Regions from separate parts of the Rattus norvegicus genome. Here regions 1 and 3 are each linked to region 2. A link is a contact called in public Hi-C data. All regions are on one chromosome and are shown on one strand. The core of a region is the stretch at or near the end of the contact, and the rest is flanking DNA. Distances in the headings are between cores, read along the strand shown.

The links. Hi-C and Micro-C count contacts between places; a contact is called where the count stands out from the background.
Region 1: a contact with region 2 is called in a Hi-C map of Schwann cells, with 4 times the contacts expected there. The contact joins the promoter of Sh3bp5l here to the promoter of Igtpl1 in region 2. A contact is called at or near these places in 7 of 12 Hi-C or Micro-C datasets (the A7r5 cell line, Schwann cells, hepatocytes and 4 more) and 1 of 1 datasets of contacts at active chromatin or transcription factors (oligodendrocytes).
Region 3: a contact with region 2 is called in a Hi-C map of kidney, with 3 times the contacts expected there. The contact joins the promoter of Zfp692 here to the promoter of Igtpl1 in region 2. A contact is called at or near these places in 3 of 12 Hi-C or Micro-C datasets (the Rat2 cell line, frontal cortex and kidney).

What each region holds. Positions count from the first base shown.
Region 1 is chr10:43,011,136-43,014,917 of GRCr8, forward strand. It overlaps Sh3bp5l (SH3 binding domain protein 5 like), which reads left to right and starts at 1,869. Exons shown (of 7, transcript NM_001127581.1): 1 at 1,869-1,883; 2 at 2,356-2,965. The coding sequence starts at 2,783. It also overlaps a transcript of Zfp672 not described here.
Region 2 is chr10:42,857,542-42,861,493 of GRCr8, forward strand. Igtpl1 (interferon gamma induced GTPase like 1) reads left to right here and starts at 2,582. Exons shown (of 2, transcript XM_006246415.5): 1 at 2,582-3,275.
Region 3 is chr10:42,987,655-42,991,729 of GRCr8, forward strand. It overlaps Zfp692 (zinc finger protein 692), which reads left to right and starts at 1,292. Exons shown (of 12, transcript NM_001399592.1): 1 at 1,292-1,479; 2 at 1,802-1,989; 3 at 2,209-2,240; 4 at 2,995-3,258; 5 at 3,453-3,501; 6 at 3,593-3,736; 7 at 4,012-4,075. The coding sequence starts at 1,814.

The DNA.
Region 1 (3,782 bases), core at 619-3,118, 150 kb after region 2:
ATCCTTTATACCAGGGTTCTTAACCTGTAGCTTGTGACCCTTTGGGGGAGGAGGTCACATACCATACCTGATATCATACCTGAATATCAGATATTTCCATTATAATTCATAACAGTAGCAAAATTAGTTATGAAGTAGCAATGAAATGATTTTGCAGTTAGGAACTGTATTTTAAAGGGTTGCAGAAGTAGGAAGTTGAAAACCACTGTTTATACAGTCTTCCTTATTGTTCTTTGACAATCCACAGAATATTTTTAAACATAACTGCTAACTAGAAACATGCTGGCTTTATAGCATCGACAGTTGAAGCCTGCTTCTCTGGCATTGCCTCCCTGGCATAACTGTAGCCATTTTGCTTCATGCCTGCCAGCCACCTCATATTTGCTGATCCTGAAATTAGCTTGATGGCTGACACAGAGAATAGTTTGGCTCTGATCCAGGTCTAGTTGAGCACATATCTTGTTATGTTCAGAGGTTTGTTATATTTTTGAGGACCTTTTTTTCTTGCAAATTCTCCAATCGTAGCCTTTACTCAGAGCCAAGCAAAGATAAAGATCAGCTTGAACTGTTATGTCTAAACTACTTTGAAATAAATTGGAAAAAGGTCAATCACCCTATTGCCATCCCCGCACACGCTTGTCATTATGGTTTTCTGCCTATATAATCTGACCCTGAACAACGTTCACGATCCTAGCGTTCAGTTCCAGAGCCTAAGCTGCTTCTATCGGCCTTAGGGTGTGTGTTCAATAAACTATCCCTGTCTTGAGATTAATGTTCCTGTGGGTTTTGGGGCGATTCCTGAACCCTGTGATCAGCTCTGGAATTCCTTTCACTTCAGACTATGGAACCCCGTTTTCCTTCATTCTCATTCCTGTAAAACACCTAAAGGCCCCTACACAAATAGGAACGCAGCAATTGACTAAACAGAATCTTTTCTTCACTGCTTTACTAAACATGGATTATGTTCGACAGAACCTAATGGAAAGAGAATTTGGCTCAGATAACGTGCTTCATCTACAGGGAAAAGCCCCGAGTCCGTTAGACATTTGTACCAAGCAAGCACCTCACCCTGCAGGTCTGCCCATGGCCTCGGTCCGTTTTGCATTGTCATACATAGCACTGACATCCAGACCACCCATTAATGGAATAGGAGTGATACACTGGGCGAAGTTCGAGCCTCCTTCTCCTCTTGGAAAGTGAGCTAACAGTGAGATCCTAAGCATTCACGGCCGTAGCCGTCGCCCCGTAAGGCCTGCTACTTAGCCAGAGAGATGGCGCCCGCTGCAAGTCTCGGGAAAGGTTCACCCACCTGTAGTGACCTAGAGTCCGCCGGCTTCATTGAACCGGGGGGTAAAAATCACCTTTGATAAACGACTTTTTGTTTCTGTTAGTAATAACCAGAACGGAGAGCAGAGACCGCCGAAACCGGAATCCACGTCACTTCCGGTTCGTCCCAGGCAGTGAATGTTCACAGCCCCGCCCTTGTTCCTTATGCAAAGATGGCTGCTCTCTTGTACGACACTATTGCTAGCATTTCTCGAATTTGGAGGGACTACCGATCTCCATCACCTGCTGTTGTTCTCTTCAGAAACTCATACGCATGCATTCATTTCACTTAGGCTTGGTTGTCGGGTGAACTGGAAGCTAGGAAAGGCGACGTTGGACATAGAGTGGTGCCATCTTGTACGGACGCTGAAAGCTAGCACGCCGAGCGTTGCACTTACATCGGGCAGTATTTATCAGAGAGGAAGGGAGAAAAATAGCGTTGTTACGTGATGGCGTATTTCCGTTTCCTCTCCGCCAGGGCGTTTTTTGGTTGGACCGTCTTGTTGCAGAGGGAGGGGGAAGATTGTTTGCTCCGTGGATGCTCCCGGTATAGCAAGGTAAACTGAGGTAAAGCCGGGAAGGGGCATTTTTTTTTCTTTCTCCTGTTTATATGGGATGGCTGAGACTCAAACGTTGGGTCCGCGGAAGAGTATGCGGTTGGAGCCTGGAGGCTCAGATGGCCCCCAGGTCTGGAGAGGCAAGATTAGGGGATAGAAGGTGATTTGCAAAGCCGGACGGGGTAGAAGGGGACGGGCCTGATAGAAAAAGGGTGTGGAGGAGAGGGTGGGGCTCGGGAAGTTTGGAAAGGGAGGGACTGTGGAGGGGCCGTGAGAGAAACAGGGACGAAAGCAGAGTCGGACCTAAAGTCCTTGAGGCCTGAGGAAAGAAGTTGAGGTGGGGATTGGTGGATCGCGGGTGTGTGTGTTGGGGATACGTGGTGTCTTTGGGAGACCCAGGACTGAAAGGAGGCTGCTGGCCAAGGTTCTAATGCTGACATCATATGTAACTTGGCCTTTGTTTCTCTTGCAGCTCCCCAGAGGCGCATCTCCTGCCCTCTGCTTGGACTTAGCCTTCTCTCCATCTGCCACCACAGCCTGGAGGCGCTTGCCTCCACCCTCCCGAATGGTGCTCCTCTTCACAGGTGTCGGCCCAGGATCCAGGCCCCCTTTGCTCCCTGAGTTGGAGCTGTTGCTGTTGGGGTCTCTTGGTGGACTCCCCGTGGTGGGGTGTGAAGAACTTTTGCACAGACGAGGCTTTAGTTATAGGGACCTCATCAGCAGTTTGAATCTCAGCCTCTAACTGAATGCCAGGCTCCTCTGTGCTCCTTCTTTTCAACCTTTGAGACTAGAAGACCCTTCTCTATTACATCCAAAGCCCAGGAAGCCTCAAGCTGGGGCCCTGGTCCCAGCATGTCAGCCCTCTCTTGTGCATAGGGCTCTGCCCTCTTCCAGCCAACATGGCTGACCTCAAAAAGTCTCCAGGGGGCCGGGAGACACCACAGGGGGAACTTCGGCCAGAAGTGGTAGAGGACGAAGTCCCTAGGAGCCCTGTCGAAGAGGAGCCTGGAGGAGGTGGAAGCAACAGCAGTGAGACCAAATTGTCCCCTAGAGAGGAGGAAGAGCTGGATCCTAGGATACAGGTGAGAAGGCTGAGGAAGGGAGGAAGGCCAGATGCTAGACTTGCTGAAGAGCTGTCGGATGAATGAGGTCTTAGACTTAACTCTCACAGCTGGTCGGGGTGGGGAAGGAAAACAAGCGTGTACACAAAACACTATGGTAGTTCAGTGTGACAAGTGCCAAAAGTGTTTTCTGCAGTGCTGATAGAGAGCAGGGACCCTGCCTGAGTGCTTGGGGCAGAGAACCTTTTATTTTTCTTTCTGAGTAAGCAAAAGGATTGCTAGCTCGCTCAGATACCTTACATATACTGGAGGCAAGAGGAGGTGACTGAGACTGGGAGGCAGTTTTGAGGCTGAGGAAATCTTTCCCTCTTTTTACCTTCTCGGGGATCTCTTGCAGAATCAGTCAGGTATTTGAAAGGCATCGTAAGGTTTGGGCCTGTAAGGAAGTCAACCCCCATCCCCTCTCTTTAGAGACAGGATTTTCTATGTAGCCCTGACTGCCCTGGAACTTGATTTGTAGAGGAGGGTGGCCTAGAACTCAGAGATCTGCCTGCTTCTGCCTCCCGAGTTCTGTGATTAAAAGTGTGTGCCACCATGCCCAGCAGGAAATCTCTTATATTGCAAAGACTTATATCAGTTGTGATCGGTCCTTAATATACGTTCCTGGCTATTGGAATTGTGTGTTTACCAAAAGAGTGTCAGAGCAGTTGACTGTCATGGAGTGTGCACAGTCTAGTTGGTAAACCAGAGAGGTGGTTGTGTAAGAGACAGCAGGGAACTGGTCTGAGGTAGACTGGTCTTTGTGGAGGAGCTGGCTGGCTAGGACGAGCTTAGTTAT
Region 2 (3,952 bases), core at 1,332-3,831:
CACTCAGGAGGTAGAGACAGGTGGGCCTCTGACTTTGAGGCCAGCCTGGTTTACATACTGAGTTCTAGGCTAACCAGGGCCACATAGTGAGATCCTGTCTCAAAAACAAAACAAAACAAAAAGCCCAGTGTTTAAAATAAGCAGATGATGTGAGCATCCTTTGGGAAAAGTAGCCCAAAGGTAGATGAGCACCAGTGTCATTAGGACTGTGCTCAGGTCCGACCCTGCCACTCTCGGGGAGACTCAGGGGTGTCTGAACATGATAACTCACACTGTTCATACTTGCAGAGGAGAGGAGGTCACTCTTCACATAGGAACAAGATGAACAAGATCCTGTGTACAGCAAGGTGGGTGGAAGTCTCTAATGAGAGACTGTGACAAAGTGAACTGTCGCACAGGAGGAAACCAGATGAACTGACAGTGATCATGGGAGGCGGTGGGGAGTCTGGTGGGCAGTCAGGGTGCTCTAGCCCAAATGCATGCTGTCATTAAGTATGGGAATGCCATACTGAGTGCTGGTCAAGTGAAGACAAAGTGGCAGTGGCACTAAACGTGATCAAATATATAACACACATGCCCGCAATGTCAGGAAACCACTGCACAATTAGAATATGCTAGTACAATTAACGGGAAAACATGTACAATTGATAATGTGTCGATAAAATGAAAAAGAAAATAATGGATTCTTTTTAAAACTCTGGATGGTACTCCATGCTAAAATAAGAAGTGCAGGGCTGCGGGGCACTTGAGTGCCAGGCAGCTGCATGCTGAGCTGCTGGGGTGGGCAGCAGGCCTGCGCTGGCTGCAGAGCTCAGAGCTCTGAGCCCCTCCTGGCCCACCCTCAGGACTCATTCCCCACAGGTGTTTTAAAGTGCATTCTCTGGGTCAGTAGGGGTCTAGTCAGGAAGAGGACGACTTTAGGAATTTTCCCCAGGATTGCTATGTTGGTGATGGATTAAATAAGGAAGTAAAAGGGAATCAGTAGAAAGTCTGGTTCTCCACATTAAAACAGAAAACTACTGCCACTTAGGTGAGACGTGAAAAGAAAGACCTGCCAGAGCTGAGGGTTTGGGGCTTACTGCTACAAGCTGGAACCAGGAAGAGCTGTTCTGTGGTATGAGGCTCTCAAAAAAGCCTCTATGGTGGGCTGGCCAGTTCTGAAACCCTCAGTGAAACCGCCTGGCCTGCGAGAAGTCTGCAGCTTCCTTGGTAAAAGGGTTTGTGTGTGTGTGTGTGTGGGTGTGTGTGTGTGTGAGTGATTTCAAAGTTATTTTTGTGAAGAGTTTGCCCATTTTGTCGCCAAGTTTGCCAGCATACATCTATGTGAATATACCGTGTTTGCAATAGTCAAGATAACGCAACACACCCTTTCCCCAAAAGACATGTGCATCTTCATCCCCAGAATACTGAATTCCCTAGGAGTGTGCAAGGTCACTAGGGGATGTAAACCTACCAGGGAAGCTAAAGTGCTTGGTGTGTTAGGAGATTTGTCCTGTTTGCCTACTGATCATAGTTTTCAAACTGGAGGAAGGAGGCAGAAGGAAAAACCGCAGGGAGGCGTAGTCACCCAGGAGTGGTCAGTGGAGGGCAGTTTTGCTGGCTTTGAGAACCAAAGGAGTTGGTTCTGAGGAATCTGAGAAGCATCTAGAACTAGCAAAGCAAACATTCTCCTATGGTCTCTAGAAAATAATACAGCAGATGTCTTTTTTTTTCTTTCTTCCTCCCCTACTTCTTTTCTTTCTTGAGATGGTCTCTGGTAGCCCAGACTAACCTTGAACTACCTTGACCAAATGCTGGGATAACAGGCATGAGCCACTGTGCCTGTTTTCTGCAGTGCTGGGAATAGAACTATGGCACTCTACCGACTGGGTTGCGTTCTCAGGCCAGCCCTGCAGATAGATGCCTTGGTTTTAGCCTGCTGGAACTCTTTCTGAATGTAACTGCAACACCATGCCGAGTTTGCACTATCCGGATTGTTACAGCAGCAATGGGCTGTTGGATGTTTAATACAGCAATACTGTTTTTATTTCAATATTGGAATTTTTTTTCTGGATTAACATAACTCAACTAGGTCTATCCCTCTCTCCCATTTAGAGGGCCACTTACCAGTGTGTTACTGGTATGTAGCAGGTAGATGCTCCTAGTTAACCCTGACAGCTCCTCTCCTAATGAGTGTCACCTGTTAGAAGGAACCTAGGGGCTCCTCTCCTAATGAATGTCACCTGTTAGAAGGAACCTAGGGACATAATCCAGCCTAATCTCAGGATTATAAAGCTCTCAAGCCTCACGAGTGATGAATGTGTCAATATTCTTGGAGGAGTACGTACCCTGATTTCAGGGAGGAAGAGAGGGATGCTCTGTGCTCCCTCCTAGACCTGCCGTATATGTTCTCTTTGCAATAAAACTAAAGTAGTAAGTCTAGCACTTTCTGAGTGCCAAGAACACTAGGCTAACCAGGGTTACGGAGGGTCACTCAGCATGTGACTAGCAAATTACTGAGTTTGAGCGAACGTTTATTTTTATTTTCTATGTGGGATCTCAAGGTTTGCTGGGAGCCCACAGTGAGTAAATGAGGAAACTCAGAGAGTTTCAGAAAGTCTGCACCCAGGTCAAGAGGTCTAAAGTAAACATATCATATTATCCCCATGGAGTCTAATTGTGCAGATGGGGAGCAAGGCCACTATGGGTTTGTGGGCTCTGAGTTCTGGCTCAGCTCTTTGATGGCATGAAGACAGTCTGGGGTCTAGATGAAACTTCCCCTCCTCAGTCACTCCATCTTCCTGCCTGGATCCCTGCACCCTCGACACCATGCCAATAGCATGCTGACCAACCGATGCAACCTATGGCCCTGGCGGCTTTCAGGGTTTTTTTTTTTTTTTTTTTTTTTTTTTTTGGAGCTGGGGACCGAAGCCAGGGCCTTGCGCTTCCTAGGCAAGCGCTCTACCACTGAGCTAAATCCCCAGCCCTGGCTTTCGGGTTTTTATGCCTAGAAATGTCTTTGTTGTGAGAAGTCTACTTTCAGTTTCACATTACTGGAAGTTCCTGTACTGCATTGTTGAGTGTTCCCCTCCGTCCAGTTGGCTGGATTCCTGTGAGGGCAGAGCAGCAGTTAGGGATAAATCTCAGAGCTCTGTGTACACAGTACAGCACACTTGGACTTCCAAGCAAAGACGGATCTGTACATGTATGTGTGTACCTGCTGTGCCTGGTGCCGAGGGAAGCTCTTCGCCGGACTGGACTCTTCCACCGGAAATCGCCTTTTCTCAAAGGAGCTGGTGAGCTGATATATATATGCTTTTAAAAAATTAACATAGGTTTACAAACAGGATTATAGGTGTGGGGGTGGAAGTGCAGGCAAGCTTGATGGGCTTGGGGATGCCATGGGCTTAGGCCGAGAGGCAGGATGGGTGGAGGACAGCTAAAAGCCATTCAGAGAACTTCACATCTGGGATAGTTTTAGGAAGCAGTCATATCCAGGCTATGGAAACGACAGGGATATTTGATGGATAGGGGTTGCACTGGAAGTCACCTGACACCAGACTATCTAATGTGCATATTAGATATCTAATATCTAATCTGTCTTTTACCTGGAAGACAAGTAACATTATCTGAGCACAAACTCAGGAGTCCATGTGTCTCCCTGAACTCATTCCTCCACCAAACTGTAGGCTTGTCCCTGGTGAAGGCACTGGACACGCTTGGTGACTTGAATGCAGTCTCCAGGCCCCACGTGGCAGAGGGAGAGAACCAACTCTCACAGGGTATTTTACCCCCGCCTGTGCACCCCATCCCCATACACACGCACAATAAATAAAATGTAATTTTAAAGAATTTCATTAATATCCCAAAGGGTTGTCTTTTCTTCACCATTTGCTGGTTTTTTTTTGTTTTTTGTTTTTTTATTTTTCAATTAAGATTTTACTTTTAAAGAGAAGTTTTAGTTCCACAGAGG
Region 3 (4,075 bases), core at 42-2,541, 130 kb after region 2:
TGTATGCTAAAACATAGTTTCCCCAAACATCCATGTTCTAACTACTGGAATATGTGAAAGTTGCTTTTTGTAGCAAACACTTTGCAGATATAATTGTTTGAGGTGTTGAAATGGGGGGTAATCCTCTGGGTTACTCAAGTGAATTATGTGTTTGAAAAAGGAAGAGGAAGGCTTGCACTAAAATGAGGCCATGTGGCTATGGAGTCAGAAGCTGATGTGATATGGCCAGAAGTCACGGAATGCTAGTTATCATTGGAAGATAGAAAAGGCAACGAGAAGATTTTTTCTTAGAGCTCTCACTAGACATGTAGCCCTGTTTAGCACTTTGGTGCTGACCTTTTGACTCCAAAACTGAAAGGGAGTAAATTTCTGCTGTTTTGAGTTGTCAAGTTTGTAGTGATTTGCTACAGAAAACAGTCAATAGTGCAAGTGGCTTGGAGTGAGGTTTGAGCCCCCAGGATGTTCACTGTTGACATCCTTGTGCCAGGCACTACAGTAAATTCTTTATATGCATGAAGTGTATTAACCGAGTTAACCATGAGAGTCAGCTGGGCAGTCAAAGGAGTTTGGAATCCCAAAAGGGTAGCCAGAAGCATCAATCAATAGGCAATCTAATTATACCACCCCCAAGAGCATATCTAAAAGACAGGCTTGCCGGGGACCTGAGCCTGTACATTCCATCTTTTGATAATTCAGAAGGATCTAAGAGAGAAGAGGAGCCCACAAAGAGGCAGGAAACCGGGAGTAGACGAAGCCTGAGAGTGAAGCTGACAAGAAAGTGAGATGAATGTGTGGCAGAGGAGGAGAGAGCTACACTCTTTTTCATTCTAGGGCAGAGGGGCAACAGAATTGGTCACTTCATTTAGCAGCAGAGAGATGTAGGCCTGTACTGTATCCCAGCACTTTAAAAGTGGAGGCAGGAGTTCAAGGTTACCTTGGCTACATAGTGAATTGGAGACCAGCTTGAATTACATGAGACCTTGTCTCAAGCAAGTCAAAAAAACAAAAAAGTGCCATTGGCAAGCGCCGTTGCGGTCACTTGATGGAAATAACTCCAGTGTGCACAAAGTCTAGACATCTTGTGTGGATGCTAACAGGTTATGAGCTGCAGCTGGAAGGGTGGTCTAGCAGTTCAGAAAGGGCTCTAGTTGGCTTCAGCTGGCGGATGCTGCAGCTAGCGTTTGCTTGGTGGCAACTGAGAGCCAGAAATGTTAACAGAAGGAGCGTTGTGAGGACCAGAGCTAACTACAATTCCCGGTAGGCTTTGCACGGGGGCTCCCGGCGCGCAGGCGTAGGCAGCTGTCTTCCCGCTCCAAGTGCAGGCCGCAGCCTCCCAACGCCGAGGGGGACGGTTTCCTCTTAAAGGAGAAATAGCGGCGGTGCGCGCGGTGGGCCCCGGCCCTTCTGTGGCTTTCGAGCCCGCACGCGGGTCCGGGAGGCGCAGGCGCAGTCTGGGCAAAGGCGGGTTGGGGAGTGCAGGTAAGACCCCACGAGGATTGGCCCGGTGCTCTGGCAGTGCTGGGTGGGCTTCCCCTGCATGGGAGGCAATGAGAAGGCCGAGGCGCGGCTGCCTGCAGACCTGGCCGCCTCCAGACAAGGAGTGCAAGTTTCCAGTCGAGGTCTTTTCCCTTGCCTGCAACCCCTGTGCTCCAAGGGTCCACTCTGGCTCTAAGAAGGGGTGGCTGGATCCGAGAGCCGCGAGCGCTGCGGAGCCACTATGGTCTGGTCCCCATTCATTGCAGACAGAGCGGGGGCTGTGTCTGTCCCGAACGCCCCGACGACAGCACGTTCCCCCTCGCAGGCCCGGGCGCATATGGCCTCTCCGGTGGCAGACGCATCCCGCCGGCGGCGGGAGAAGCGCAGGCAGCTGGACGCGCGCCGCAGCAAGTGCCGCATTCGGCTGGGCGGCCACATGGAACAGTGGTGCCTCCTCAAGGAGCGGCTGGGGTTCTCCCTGCACTCGCAGCTCGCCAAGTTCCTGTTGGACCGGTTAGGGGCCGAGAGGGACTGGGGCGGGCACCGAAGTACAGCCCTAAGCCGGTTCCTACTACCTTGGGTTTCCCGTTTGGGCAGGGTGGGCCTGCTCCTCCCCTCACAGCCCCAGCGAATGGGAGGTCTGTAGGGTTGGCCGCTTAAATGTGTGACTGCCAGGACACAGGGTGGCTGGCTTCCTAGGCTCTGAGCTGACACCAAGCTCTTCTCTGGCAGGTACACTTCTTCAGGCTGTGTCCTCTGTGCAGGTAGGTAAAAGATGTTAACAGGTAGTGGCAGCTCCCAGAAACTTATGCCCCAAGAGAACTGGATCAGAAGCCCTTACTGGGCTTGGGAAGAGGACAAGCCTGAAATAAGCTTGCTGCAATGCAGCGGCCTTTGGGAAGGGGGCTTTGTCTTAGGACCTTTGGGTGTGTGTGTCCAGGCTCTAAACAAAAACAGAACAACAAACAAACAACTGTGTATCTAGGATGAAAACAAAAACAAGACCCCACAATTCCTCAGGGGGTGAAGCGATGTCTGGGTAGTGTGCTGCTCTTGCAGAGGACCCAAATGCCTTCCTAGCACTCATGGCAGGGGGCTCACGACTATGACTCCAGCTGCATGGAGATCCAACACCCCTGGCCTCCAGGAGCCCTTCACTCATGTGCACACATCCACTCACAGATACATTAAGCTAATTAAAAATAAAATATTTTTAGAAGAATGCCTACCAAAAAAAAAAAAAAAAAAAAAAAAAGAGATGACTCAGCAGTTAAGAGCACTGACTGTTCTTCCCAAGGTTCAGTTCCCCACAACCACATGGTGGCTCACAACCATCTGTAGTGAAATCTTATGCACTCTTCTGTTGTGTTTGAAGACAGCTACAGTGTACTCATATAAATAAAATAAATCTTAAAAAATGATTAGAAGAAAACAAAAACAAATGATGTTTAGATGGCCTGAATGGTTTTCTGGGTGAAGGGTTTCCATCCTTGCATGACTGCCTCATCTTATCTCCAGGTCCAGAGCCTGTACCTCAAAAGGGTCTGCAGTATCTGGTGCTCCTGTCTCATACACACAGTCGGGAATGCAGCCTAGTGCCTGGGCTTCGAGGGCCTGGAGGTGGAGAGGGGGAGCTTGTGTGGGAGTGCTCAGCAGGCCACACATTCTCCTGGGAACCTTCTTTGATTCCTACACCTTCAGAAGTGCCTAAGCAGGCCCCTCTTACACACACTACTGAGAGAACCTGGTGCTCAGAGGCCAGGAGGAAGCAGGAAGCTGAAGGTGAGTGACTGAAGAAGTGCTGTGGAGAAAGAAAAACACCTTCCGACCTTTTCTGATTCAGACTGGTTTATAAAAAGCATCTTTTAATCTGTTAATAAGAATACATTTGTGAAAAGTACTACCAAGCAAACCAGGATGCCTTTGGGAAGATCTTTGAGTGTAGGCCTCCTCTTATGACCTTCTTGTGCCAACAGGCTTGGAATGTGAGCATCGAGAGAGGACTCAAGAAACCAGGCTCTCCAGGTGAGGGCAGGAAGTGAGGGACAGGACAGACCTGCACAGGGAGTGGGCGTGAGGTGGCAGTTTCTCAGGTTTGTCTTTCTTGAGCTTGCAGGAGAGTAGAGCCTCCATTGGAGACAGACCCATCCGTAGGAGAGGATCAGGTTGTGGAAGAGGAGGAGGAGGAAGAAGAGGAGGAGGAAGAAGAAGAGCTGCTCAGTGATGCCAGCCCATGGACCTACAGCTCCTCCCCAGATGAGCCAGTTGGGATTGAGGGAGGATGTGGAACAGATTGAGAGAGGGAGGAGGCAGCGGGTCACAGACTTCAGAGATGTGCCGGCTAGAGGGATGGTCTTGTTGCATGGTGGGCAGGACAGATGCTGAGGAAAGTGAACTTTAGCCTTTGAATTGGGGATGTGGAAAGGGATAAACTAAGTCTCGGGGAGGCTAAGAGTAAGAGAGTGGGTTGTGGGAGTTGGAGTTTTTCTACTTAGGGGTTAGAGGTGACTAATGCTCTCCTGCTTCTCTTTCCAGCAGTGAACCAGATGTCCCTAGGCCACCTCCATCCCCTGTTACCCACACACCTAAGGAGGGAGAG